4 separate regions of the Mus musculus genome follow, and regions 1, 2 and 4 are each linked to region 3. Evidence: chromatin contacts called from public HiChIP or PLAC-seq and promoter capture Hi-C data. All regions are on one chromosome and are shown on one strand. Each heading gives the region's core, a stretch centred on a gene start, on an enhancer-like site or on the middle of the called end of the contact. The rest is flanking DNA. Distances are from core to core; before and after follow the strand shown. Region 1 holds the start of Bysl (bystin-like). Region 2 holds the start of Polh (polymerase (DNA directed), eta (RAD 30 related)). Region 3 holds the start of Cnpy3 (canopy FGF signaling regulator 3). Region 4 has its middle 5.9 kb from the start of Taf8.

Region 1 (2,991 bases), core at 89-2,588, 860 kb after region 3:
CTTTTAGCCCGTAAACAATACTGTTTCCCCTCCCCTGTCGCTGGGACAGGGACAGTCCCCACTTGCTTTTCAGGTCTTATTCGAAGGACATGAAATCTGGGATACCCACCATGTAGAATTAATGTTCATCTGCTTTTTTGTTTAAATAGAAATATCATCACTTTTTTCCTCTCTCTTGAGAGACAGGGCTCGTTAATCTGAAATTTACTATATAGCCAAGAAGGTCTTCTGCCTTGCTTCTCGAGTGCTGGGATTACAGGTGAGCCTCGCCACTCCTGCTTGGAATATGTAACTCTATTTAATGGGTGCCTTGAGCTAGACTTCCGGTGTTATCAGGAGGAACGAATATCTTATTTCTGTATCAAAACTGCCTAAAAACTTAACACAGCTCAAAACATTATGCAGGCAGTCCACAAATACTTCAAACGCCCAGAGGATAAATAAATAAATGCTAGACCACCAGGTGGTGGTGGTACCCGCCTTTACTTGGGAGGCAGAGGCAGGCAGCTTTATGAGTTCGAGGCCAGCCTGGTCTACAAAGTGAGTTCCAGGACAGCCAGGGCTATACAGAGAAACCCTGTCTCGAAAAAAACCTAAAATAAAATAATGCTAGAACTGGTGTGAGAGATCACTTTTCGTTGGCTTAACTCTGAATTCTGGAATTCAGGAGTGGAAGTGGAGGAACACGCCGGTAAAGTATTCTGATGGGGTGTCAGACCGGCCCAACTCACGACTCCACCCCTTGTCACTCACCCAGCCGCGTGGCGCGCTCTCGCGGTGGTGCTGACCGATCACCAGCCCCATGGTCAGTTTCGAGCTCCTCCTGCTGTTGTCTGGCTTGCTGCAAAATCCGTCTGCTTAGCCGGGGTCCCACATACTCTTCCTCCTCTTCGACCTCACGCCCCCGCCGTTTTTCTCGGGTCCCCGCGCGCACTGCGTTCCCAGCCAGGATCTGCTCGGCCAGAGGTGCATGCTTCTCCCGATTGCTGGCCCCACGTGTCACCTTGAATTTGGGCATTTTGGCCGAAAAAATTGCCCACCAGGTTCACACGTGTGAAGCCGGCTAAAAAGCCGATACTGCGCTTGCGCTGTGTGTTCCGATCGCCAAGAGGCCACTGAGAGATCACAGTGCCCCCCAGCGTTAGGAGGCCGGAAGTTCCTCATCTATTACTCTCAGGAAGAGCTTCGGGACCTATAGCAGGAGCCCCCAAATTCTCAGGTAATCTCATTAGAAAGGTGGATGTCCAAGTCACCCTTTTCCAGAATTCATGAAAGTAGCCTAGGGCGTCCTGTCAACCCGTTGGACGCCTTGGGGGCGGAGCCGAGTCGATGACGTTCTAGAAATGTCACCACTGGGTACCAGAGATGGCGCTCCCTGTGGGCGTGTCGCCGCGGCGCTCAGTATTTGCGCATTTCCGGCGGTCGATCAACGACTGCTTCCTGTGTTTAGGGGGCCGCCGTTCGCGTGAAGGTCTGGAGTCTCTGAGTTCGAGGGTTTGGAGGCGCCACCTTTTGATCCTTCGCTATGGGAGTGACGTGGTAGGACTTGAAGGGCTTCTGTGGTGACGGAGCATATAGGGTCGTGAAGGTGTCTGTGGGCCTGTGATGGCCCGGGGAAAGGGATTTTGACCGAGGTTCTCGGTTCCTCGGGGGGCTGACCAAGATGTCTTCCGGTTGTGTGGATGGGGGACACTGCGTGGGACTTCTCTCTTCCCAGACACACCCCTTTGGCAAAGGGAGCAGCGCATCCCTAGGACCCGCCAGGAGTTGTACCTTTTTCTTGGTACCTCTTCCTGTCCTTGAGGCCTTGTAGTGTCGCTACTAGCACCCAAAGGTTAGAAATAGGGTTTCTAGATTAGGAGTTGTTCGCAGAAAGGGATAAGAGTGGCGCGAGGAGAAAGTGACTTTTCTATTTTGCTTGCAGTTACAGACTTTGAATTGGCCATTTTAAGGTGTTGGGGCTAGTGACAGAGGTAGGAGGAAAGGAGCGGTTGGGAGTTTGGAGTTCGGAGTACCAGGCAGAGACAATTTTTCGAGCTGGGTGTCTCACTGTGTAGGCTTGGGAGGCCCGGAACTCACTCTGTAGAACAGGCTGGACTCGAATTCACAGAGATCCACCTGCCTCTCTCTGCCTCTCAAGCGCACGGATGAAACGGACGCGAGCCACCATCGCCTGGGCTTCAGACAGTTTTGATTGACTTTTATCTTAAACATGTTTGAAGTCTCACTTGATAAAAAGGCAGTTGGTAAGGTTTGGGCACCGTGCTTTTCTGGGTATTAATTTTAAAGTACTCGGCCTCAGCACTTAAAAGTCTTGGTAGTGGTGTGCTTCTTTCCAGTTAAAGAAGCTTGGAGGCCAGGGGCCACAGGTCTGCCCTGTGAAAGGAAGGCTCTTGCCACAGTTGACACTAGGAGCCTCATCTCATACTTCTACCCTACTGTAAAGAATGCCTGTGAGCAATGAAGACAGATCACAGCAGAGTCATTTAGAGTTCAGTTTCCCTGTTTGCAGTAAGTTGATACAGGACAGGGCCTTTCCTGGGGCCTTTGGAAGAGTCAGGCAATCCATCTGAGGGCTGATGCCTTTGATTCCAACATTTGGGAGGCAGAGTCAGGCAAGTTTCTGTGAATTCCAGGCCAGCCTGGTCTACCAAGTGAGTTCCAGGAACTCTTGGGGACTGATGGGTGGGGATCAGAGATGTCTAAGTAACTCCTAGCCCTGCTGATCCGTTACCTGTTGGGGAATTGAGTGGCTTAGCCAGAAGCTCTGTGTCTCTGGACCCTGCTGACTTGGCGTTGTGTTTCTCAGTGTGTCCCAGATGCCTGTGGCTGAGGGCAAGAGTCTCCAGCAGACAGTGGAGCTCCTCACCAAGAAACTGGAGATGCTTGGAGCAGAGAAACAAGGGACATTTTGTGTGGACTGTGAGACTTACCACACAGCTGCCTCTACCCTGGGCAGCCAAGGTCAGTAGATGGCTGAGAGCAGATGGG
Region 2 (2,884 bases), core at 100-2,599, 550 kb before region 3:
CTTGCTCTGCATCCAAGGATGAGCCCCGAGCTGCTTGCTCCTCCCACCAAACGCTGAGATGACGCAGACAGTCTTAAAGGCTCTCGAGACAATTCCAATGTGCAGTAGCTTTGCATACCAATGGCCTATCACAAATAATACTTTACAGAAACACAGGAAATTCATGATTTAAATACAAGAAACAGGTTATACAGATGAGTGAGCTAGCACCCAACTGTAACTTTAAACAGTTATTTTTCAAATAAACAATCACATTGAAAACAGTGCCAAGCAACTACTACTACAAAGCTGCAAAATTACTGTAAAGAAAATAATTAAGAAGATACTGAATGTTCAAAGCATTAACACCTTACAAATCTCGCCCCTCACCTAAAACAAAATGATCGTACGTTTAGAAACCTTTTACACTTAAGTCAGGCGTCCTTGTGCTCTGGCGTGGCTTTTCTGTAGTACTGGAACAGATAAAGCTAGAAGGTGGCAAATGTATTGTCGCAATCAATACAGGATAAGTACCATATTCAATATAAATATCAGAGGTAAAACTGGAAGCGAAGCTGTGATTTAAGGGCAACAATTTACTAAGTGGAAAAACACCTCCTAAAACATATGCAGGATAAGAGATGATACAGCCTTAAGTCTTTTATGTGTTCCTTTCGTACTTTTATGTATTGGCAAAGTCTGCACAATGCCAAAACGTAAAAGACTACGTAAATTTGGGATGGGTTTTGTTTCGTGAGGCAGGGTCTCACTTTGCAGCTCAGTCTGGCCTCAAACTGGAAGCAATCCTCCTGCCTCAGCCTCCCAGAGGTATAGTTGGGATGCGTTTTCCAACATCTCAGTTCATCCCATTCTGTACAAAAGCACGTTTGGGAGTCGGTCGTGTAGTAAGACGCACGAGAAAATATGGACCAGTGAAGAGGAAGGTTTAAAAATTACAAGAAAAACTCTTTCTACAAGAAAACTCTCCTTAGAGACACTCTTAGAGCCTTCTCTCCCAGTAAGCATGCTTTTCATTTCGGCCCAGTCACCCCCAAGTAAAAGCGACAGCCAAGGCTTCAAAAGCCATCCGATATAGCGATCCCGAGCCGTGTTTTAATGTCCTTACCAAGGCGACACCTGTCAAAACTGCCAAGAGCGAAGCTGCGGGCTCCGGGCGGAGTCCAATGACAGCGTCTAGATGTCGTCGTCGCCTTCCCAGGAGCAAGTGAGTGTAATCTGATAACACAGATCCGAGTAGGTAGCCCTAGGCTCCCGCCGAGCCAACAGCCCTTCCAGCCTGCAGGTTTACGCCCCACAGCAAGCCCAGAGGAAATTTGGAGTTCAGCACCGCGCGCGCCGCGAGGGACGGTTGACGCGCCTGCGCACCGCGGAACTTCCGTTCCCCAGCCCCGCCCCGCCAGGCGCGGCCGTCACCCGAAGCGGCCACTTCCGCGCGCGCATGCGCCGTGGCGGCTCCGGCGCATGCGCAGCGCTGGGTTCTTCCCAGCTCCAACTTCTGGGACTCACGCTCCTCCCTCCCGTTTCCCCACCCCCAGCCCGCCGCGGCCCGGTATCAACGTGTGGTCCCGCCAGGGGAACTGTGCGTAACCTCGTGCTCCCGGGACGCCGGTGGGGTTCCCGGCTCTAGCCATGGAGATGGAGCAAGTGAACGCGCTGTGCGAGGAGCTAGTGAAAGCGGTGACGGTCATGATGGACCCCAGCTCTACCCAGCGCTACCGGCTGGAAGCCCTCAAGGTAGCTGGGGTCCTGGCGGCCTGGGCCTGCCCCGAGAACCCTATCCCAGGCTTCCCTCACGGCCTCTCCAAACTCAGTTTGTCTCCTGCCTATGCGGCCTTTGATCTTCCCACTGCCCGTGGGGAGGGTGGCTTCTGGTCGCGGCCCTCACCTCCTCCCACTTGAGTCTTTTCTTGCCTGCGCGCTTGCCTTTGCATCACACGCAAGGGTCCCTAACTGTTGCACATCTCCTCGCCATGTCTCAGTGGCTTTTTTGCCCACTCCTCACTTCTCTTCACTCTAGATCACACCGCGGTCTCCACCCACGCAGGCTGTGCCGGCTCTGACGCCGGGGCAAACCCCACATTCCCTGGCGTTCCGGGAGCGCACGTGCAAATTCCTGCCCCAGTGCCACCTTCATTCTTCCCTGCTGATCACTCCAGACTTGTGCTGATTCTAGATCCCCGTGTGTCCATTTTCTTACATCCTTACATACCTCTATCTTTCGAGTCTTGGCCATCTCTGGGCTAATTTGTGACGCTCCTTCCTCGTTTATACCTGTGAGATAGTCTCCGGCTGTTTTTGCGCGAAGACGAGCTTTACCACCGGCTTTGCATTTATTTGCACCGGGGCACTTTGGTTTCCTGGAAGTAATTCTCTTGCGTCCCGGGTGCTCTCTGCGCCAGGGTCTAGTTCAGCTTTTGCTATTTGGGAACGCTAATACCTTCAACAGAGCTTCTCTCTATTAGAGTAAGCGCCAACATATAGATGTATGTGGCACAGGATTTGGAATCAAACAACTCTGTTTGCTTTGTCTTTGATTGTGAAGAATTTTACATAGGCAAAGAAACAGAGCACCAGAGTGATCCCGAATAGGCCTGTGACCTAAACTCAGATGATACACAGATTTGCTTGTTCACTGACTCCTCCTGGCACCCTTAGTTTTGAAAGCTAATTCTAGGGGTTGACATTCAACTTGTATGGGTATATCTCTAGCATTTTTTTTTGTACTCTCTTAGATCCAGTTTAGTATTAACATGACTAATATCTAAATGGAGAGTGTCAGTATTACTAATCTAGATTTTCGCATCTTAAAAATACAGCTAAAAGGACAGCAGGTAACCCCTGCTACTGGGAAGACTAAGGCAGGGGATACAAAGTCAGGCAGCTA
Region 3 (2,747 bases), core at 201-2,700:
ATGTAGTTACAGTGTGTGTGTGCACACACGTGTGTGGATATGTGGATATGCACATGGAGGCCAGAGTTCCTTTCTGATACTGTTCTTCATCTTTTGTTTTTCAGACAAGGTTTCTCACTTGAACCTGGAGCGTGATCATTTGGTTGGACTGGCTGGTCTCCTGTGCATCTCTTTAGGTGCGGAGGTGCGGGGATCAGGGGTGCACAAACATTGCAGCGTCTGGCTTTTTATATCTGTCTTGGGGATCTGAACTCAGATCCTCTGGCAATCACTCTACCCACTGAGCCGAGTCCCCTGCCCCCATTCGCCACACATTTAACAGCTCAAATGGGAGGATTAATGTGTCCCAAACCACCAGCCCAGCATCCAGTGCTTAGGGAACATCTGGCCTGTGTACATCTGCTTGGTGCATAAAATGGATATCCAGAATACTCGGGGGAGGGGGGCCTTCGAGGACTTAGAAAGAAGGTCGATGGCTGCAAAGGTCTGAGAGGAAACTGAGCAATGATGAGCAGGGCAAAAGAGAGGTCTCAGTTCCTTGTCCTTCGATTTTTAAAATCTACCTCCTTCACTTCAGTCTCCTCTGCGCTCGATGCTTTCAAAAAAGTGACCTCTTGATCCTTTGAGTGTGAGTCTCTTCTCTCCACATACACTCACCGCCCCTCCATATAATCCTATGTAAAGCCCCCCCCCTTTTTTTTTTTGGTCTGCCAATAAATATTTGCAACTCAGTACCTGTTCTCAAGAAGCCAAAACCATACACAAATTAGGTTGTAGTGAAAGCACCACGGGAAAATTTTCAGGTTCCCTTTTCTACGTCATATGGACCTTTTCAGTTCCTCAAATTCGCCCTCTGGCTTCTAGGCCGGCAGGGCCTCCTCATCTGCCTCTGTTTCTGTGGTTTCTGCGGAGTGAGTTCCTCTGCACGCCATGCTTTCCCTGGCCAACTCTTCATTTCGCAGCAGGCTTCCTGTATGAAGCCTTCCCTCCACCCCCACCTCTAGTCTTGATGAGCAACTACCCCCGGATTCGCCCAAAAGCAGGGATCTCCAGGTTATCCGAGAGTCACAGCACCCAGCATTGCCGCAAAGCACACAGCAGGGCCAAGGAGACCCCAGCCCAGGTCCTGCCAGGCCCAGACCCTTCCCACAGGCCCCGCCCCCTCCCGCCCCTCGGGCTTGGCTACGCCCCGCGGCCCCGCCCCCTCACCTTCGCATTTGCTGGGCAATCGCACCCAGTCGGTCTCCTCAGCCCCGGCGGGACTCGGGCCTAGCTTCGGGGCAGGAAGGAGCAGCAGCGGAAGCAGCAGCAGCAAAGGAAATAAGAGGCAGCGGGGCGCGAGCTCAGACATGGACTCCATGGCCCAGCCGGACCCAGAGCAGAGCGGACCCGGCGGCGCTTCCTCCGGCAGCGCGCGCGGAGCAGCTTCCCCCGGCCGCTTCCGGGACTGCGCACGTGCCTCTGGGTAACCACGGCAACGGCGAGCTCCGGCCCGCCCCACGCCCGGTAGCCTCTAGCGGCTTGCGAAACCGACCAAGGCCCGCGGGCGACGCAACCAATGGGTTCGCTCGGCGTCTGCTTTATAGCCAATGAGAGGAACTATCTTTTTTTTTTCCCATCTCAGCCAATCAGAGAGCGGATGGTGGCTTTGGCGCCCTATAGCGATATCACTGCCAGCTAAAGGAGGCTCAGTAGCTGGAGCATCAGTTCCTAGCGGGTGAACCTTCATCATACCTTGGATGAACCAGCCTTGGGCATTCTAGCCCTGGATAACGGACTATCTTTCATGGTTTTGTTTCTTGTTTTCTGTCTTTTGTTCTTCGAGACAGGGTTTCTTTGTATCCTTGGCTGTCCTGGAATTTACTGCGTGGACCAGGCCGGCCTCGAATTCAGAAATCCAGCTGCCTCTAAGTGCACCTCCACACCGGGCCTCGTGGTCCTCTCCCCGCACCCCCACCCCCATTAAGGTGTTAATAAAAAAGTCTTTATATATTTATTTTGGGTTGGAAGACGACTGGAATCAGTTGCCTCCTTCCACCATGTTGGTTCTGGACCTCAAACTTGGATCCTTAAGGCTTAATGGTGGCCCTCTTTAGTCACTAACCTAACTCATCAACCCTAACCATGGCTTTCTTTATAAAGTTGCAAGCACTCACTAGACACCGGCTTTTAAGGCTTATTATTGCAGCCACTCACTCGAATAGATACTTAGGGCCTCACAACAGCCCAGATATCCAGTAATTGCGTTTCTCCTTATGAAAACTAGATTAATAAACAGATAAGAGTGATCCTCTTAGCCGGGCATGGTCACACGACTTTAATCCCAGCACTCGGGAGGCAGAGGCAGGCAGATTTCTGAGTTCGAGGCCAGCCTGGTCTACAAAGTGAGTTCCAGGACAGCCAGGGCTGCACAGAGAAACTCTGTCTCGAAAAACAAACAAAGAGTGATCCTCCTACATCTCGAGGTTTGCCTGTTGGGAAGCTCAAATCAATAATTCATGAATTAATGGAATTAAAAAAGAAATCCCTAGTTTTAGGGATGTTGCTCACTGGGAGATCTTTGCCTAGCACTTGACTACCATGTGCAAATCCCTGGTGATCCATCTCCAGGCTGGCATAAACCTGTCATTGGCTATATAGTGAGGGGGAGGGAGATATAGCCTGAGCTACTTGAGGCCATATCTACAAAACAAAACAAAACCACCTTGAAGTATGTGGGACAGATGGATAAACATCCCAGCATTTTT
Region 4 (2,878 bases), core at 143-2,642, 760 kb after region 3:
ACAGTTAAGGGCACTTACTACGACTGCAGGAGACCCAGGTTCGGTTCTCAGCATGCACATGGTAGCTCACAACCACTTGTTGAAGCCCTGGCCCCAACCCCTGGTATCCACCTGTCTCCCTCCCTGTCCAACCTCACTGTGCTTGGATTACTAACATTGGCCACTTTTACATGGCTGCCTGAGATCTTAACATGCACACCAACTCCTTCTCCACGAGCCACGGCCTGAGTTCCATTTGTCCTTTGAGTCTTGTAACCCAGGTTGGCCTGAAACTATGTGGGTGAGCTGACTTTGAATGTCTGGTCTCTCTGAAGAGTGCCAGGGTTAAAGGCATGTGCTACCTACCACACCTGCTTTGTCATAGGCACATTCAGACTCTCTCGGGGCTGGTGAGATGGCTCAGTGGGTAAGAGCACCCGACTGCTCTTCCAAAGGTCTGGAGTTCAAATCCCAGCAACCACATGGTGGCTCAAAACCATCTGTAATGAGATCTGACTCCCTCTTCTGGAGTGTCTGCAGACAGACTTAGACTCTCTCATCCTATGTCTCACGAAGAACAGTGGACCTTGGAATCTGATTAAGAAGATGATATAGAAATGGGAGGAGCTTAAGGTGCTCTCCCCTCGAATCTCCCGTGTCACTTCATGAAAAGCAGCACCCTTGGATCTACTCCCTGCAAGTTGGAGACAGTGTCTGTGAGGGATGTGAGCCCCTCTACAGGGCAGCCTTCCTGAAGTCTAGTTGTTTTCTCTGCCTCCTCTCCGAAACTCTTGGTTTCTCCGAGGACCTCTCTGCATAGATTTGGAGATGCCCAGGGCAGGTCTCTATGTCTGCTATGATCACGACTCAATTTGCAATCCCAGTACTCAGGAGGTAGAGACAGGCCAGGCCAGTGTCTGTGAGTTGAGTTTGAGGGCAGCCTGGTCTACATAAGTGAGACCTGCACTAGAAAGACCAACTTACAGGGCTGGAGAGGTGGCTCAGAGGTTAAGGGCATTGGCCGAGATACTAGAGGACCTGGGTTCAATTCCCAGTACCCAGTTGTCTGCTCAAAATGTCTGTAACTCCAGTTCCAGGGGCATCAGAAGCCCTCCCTTGGTCTCCACCACACATGCACAGGGTGTGCATACCTACATGTAGGCAAGAAATCCATATGTGTAAAATAAGTAAAAGTTGTTTTTGTTTTGTTTTGTTTTTTGTTTTTTCAAAGAACGTCTAAGCATTGATCCTAAGAAGGGATGGGTGTTGATGTCGGGTTTGAGGGTGAGGGACTAAGGTTGTGAAGTGTATGAATAATGCAAACAAAGTTCCTCTGCGCCCTCCCACCTCTTCCTCTCTGCTCCCAGGGTCTGGGCACAGTGGAACCCTGGGCACGCCCCTTTCCCTCCGCCCTCACTTGTAGAGCAAGAACAGCCTGTACCCTTGAGAAACCACAAGAGGAAGTTTAGGGCGGATTGTGGGTGGGGAAAGTTCTGGGACCTCTGCCAAGTTTCCCTTTCCCTGCTGAACGGTAGGTGTGTTTATTTTGCCCACAGACTTTTAAAGTTTAAATCCTCTGCGTTTCAAAGAGCTGTCAATTCCTGTCCTTGTCCCTGTCCCTGCTGCCGACCTAGGGCACCTTTCCTGCAGTAAGACTGGAGTCTGTGTCTTCTCTGGTCTCAGCCCCTCACTTTCTCCCTAAAGCACCCCTAAAAACCTTTGAACTCTGGGTCATGTGGCTTCAACAACCACTTAGGGGCTCCGTAGTGTTTCTCACCGTAATTCTAGGTGCGCATGTGCGTGCACCTCTGTCCCAGCTTATCATCTTGAAAACCAGCGTCCAGAGAGAGTTCACATAGTCAGACAGCCATGGCTATGTAGAGAGACCCTATACACCAGAAAAGCACAGGCTGTTTTTTCAGATGACCCAGGTTCAATTCCCAGCAACTCACAGTTGTCCATTTGTCACTGCAGTTCAGGGGATTTGATGCCCTTTCCTTCCTTCCTTCCTTCCTTCCTTCCTTCTTTCCTTTCTTTCTTAAATATATATATTTTAAAGATCTATTTATTGTTATATGTAAGTACACTGTAGCTATCTCCAGTCACACCAGAAAAGGGCATTAGCTCTCATTATAGATGGTTGTGAGCCACCATGTGGTTGCTGGGATTTGAACTCAGGACCTTCAGAAGAGGAGTCAGTGCTCTTAACCACTGAGCCTTCTCTTCAGCCCTGAGACCCTTTTTTTTTTTTTTTTTTTTTTTTGAGACAGGGTTTCTCTGTGTAGCCCTGGCTGTCCTGGAACTCACTTTGTAGACCAGGCTGGCCTCGAACTCAGAAATCTGCCTGCCTCTGCCTCCCAGGTGCTGGGATTAAAGGAGTGCCCCACCACCGCCCGGCTCTGAGGTCTTTTTCTTAAGGTCTACAAGTTTTGATCAGGTTTATGTGCTCTGCCACTTTAAGAATTAGGAAGTAGGAAGCAGCTGGTAGTGTCGAGGGAAATCTCAGACTGCAAGCAGACAGCAGCAGACAGAACCAACGGTTGAAGGGCAGGTACTGGGAATGAGGAAACACATGCGGCAGACACACAGAGAAACAGACCCTGCAAGGCAGAGTGCAGACTTGGGAAACAAAAAAATTGAAGGCTGGAGGCCTTTTTAAGTCTCTCAAAAAGTCCTTCTCCCCTAATTTAGGGTTGGTCAATTTGAAAAAAGATAGGATGGTTGATTGGCCTGTAAACCTTCCAGGCTTGAAGTCCATCAGCAGGGGGTCCGGGAGTGGGAGAAGAAACTCAATAAAACTTTTGTTTTAAGCTGCCAGGCTTTTGTCTCAGGTCCTGAGAGTGAAGAAGAGACCTTTCATCTTGGGAATTTGGAATTCACCACCAGTATTACCTAGCTA

The links. Promoter capture Hi-C pulls out the DNA fragments that hold promoters and counts their contacts. HiChIP or PLAC-seq counts read pairs in DNA pulled down with a chosen protein or histone mark.
Region 1: a contact with region 3 is called in an H3K4me3 HiChIP or PLAC-seq map of bone marrow-derived macrophages, with 4 times the contacts expected there. The contact joins the promoter of Bysl here to the promoter of Cnpy3 in region 3. A contact is called at or near these places in 2 of 39 promoter capture datasets (embryonic stem cells and liver), 1 of 484 Hi-C or Micro-C datasets (B cells) and 2 of 115 datasets of contacts at active chromatin or transcription factors (astrocytes and bone marrow-derived macrophages).
Region 2: a contact with region 3 is called in an H3K4me3 HiChIP or PLAC-seq map of the SCID.adh cell line, with 9 read pairs. The contact joins the promoter of Polh here to the promoter of Cnpy3 in region 3. A contact is called at or near these places in 6 of 39 promoter capture datasets (the C10 cell line, the HPC-7 cell line, hippocampal neurons and 2 more), 4 of 115 datasets of contacts at active chromatin or transcription factors (the SCID.adh cell line, astrocytes and embryonic stem cells) and 1 of 9 other capture datasets (macrophages).
Region 4: a contact with region 3 is called in a promoter capture Hi-C map of erythroid cells, with 6 times the contacts expected there. The contact joins the enhancer-like site here to the promoter of Cnpy3 in region 3. A contact is called at or near these places in 5 of 39 promoter capture datasets (erythroid cells, hippocampal neurons, liver and 1 more), 1 of 115 datasets of contacts at active chromatin or transcription factors (stem cell-derived neural progenitor cells) and 1 of 9 other capture datasets (adipose tissue).

Annotation. Positions count from the first base shown.
Region 1 is chr17:47,610,154-47,613,144 of GRCm38.p6, forward strand. Bysl (bystin-like) reads right to left here and starts at 1,339. Exons shown (of 7, transcript NM_016859.3): 1 at 754-1,339. The coding sequence starts at 1,018. Gm20517 (predicted gene 20517) reads left to right here and starts at 1,432. Exons shown (of 9, transcript NR_157366.1): 1 at 1,432-1,539; 2 at 2,810-2,964. It overlaps Med20 (mediator complex subunit 20), which reads left to right and starts at 1,432. Exons shown (of 4, transcript NM_020048.4): 1 at 1,432-1,539; 2 at 2,810-2,964. The coding sequence starts at 1,526.
Region 2 is chr17:46,201,292-46,204,175 of GRCm38.p6, forward strand. Polh (polymerase (DNA directed), eta (RAD 30 related)) reads right to left here and starts at 1,350. Exons shown (of 11, transcript NM_030715.4): 1 at 1,106-1,350. It overlaps Xpo5 (exportin 5), which reads left to right and starts at 1,520. Exons shown (of 32, transcript NM_028198.3): 1 at 1,520-1,734. The coding sequence starts at 1,630.
Region 3 is chr17:46,750,764-46,753,510 of GRCm38.p6, forward strand. Cnpy3 (canopy FGF signaling regulator 3) reads right to left here and starts at 1,451. Exons shown (of 6, transcript NM_028065.4): 1 at 1,210-1,451. The coding sequence starts at 1,360.
Region 4 is chr17:47,506,724-47,509,601 of GRCm38.p6, forward strand. It overlaps a transcript of Ccnd3 not described here. Among named protein-coding and RNA genes, the nearest start is that of Taf8, 5.9 kb to the left of the region's middle. Within about 2 kb of position 1,393, at least 284 of the 459 cell types and tissues checked have an H3K27ac peak or open chromatin away from gene starts, as enhancers often do. A contact at or near this core is called in adipose tissue, erythroid cells, liver and 1 more, where this site is marked.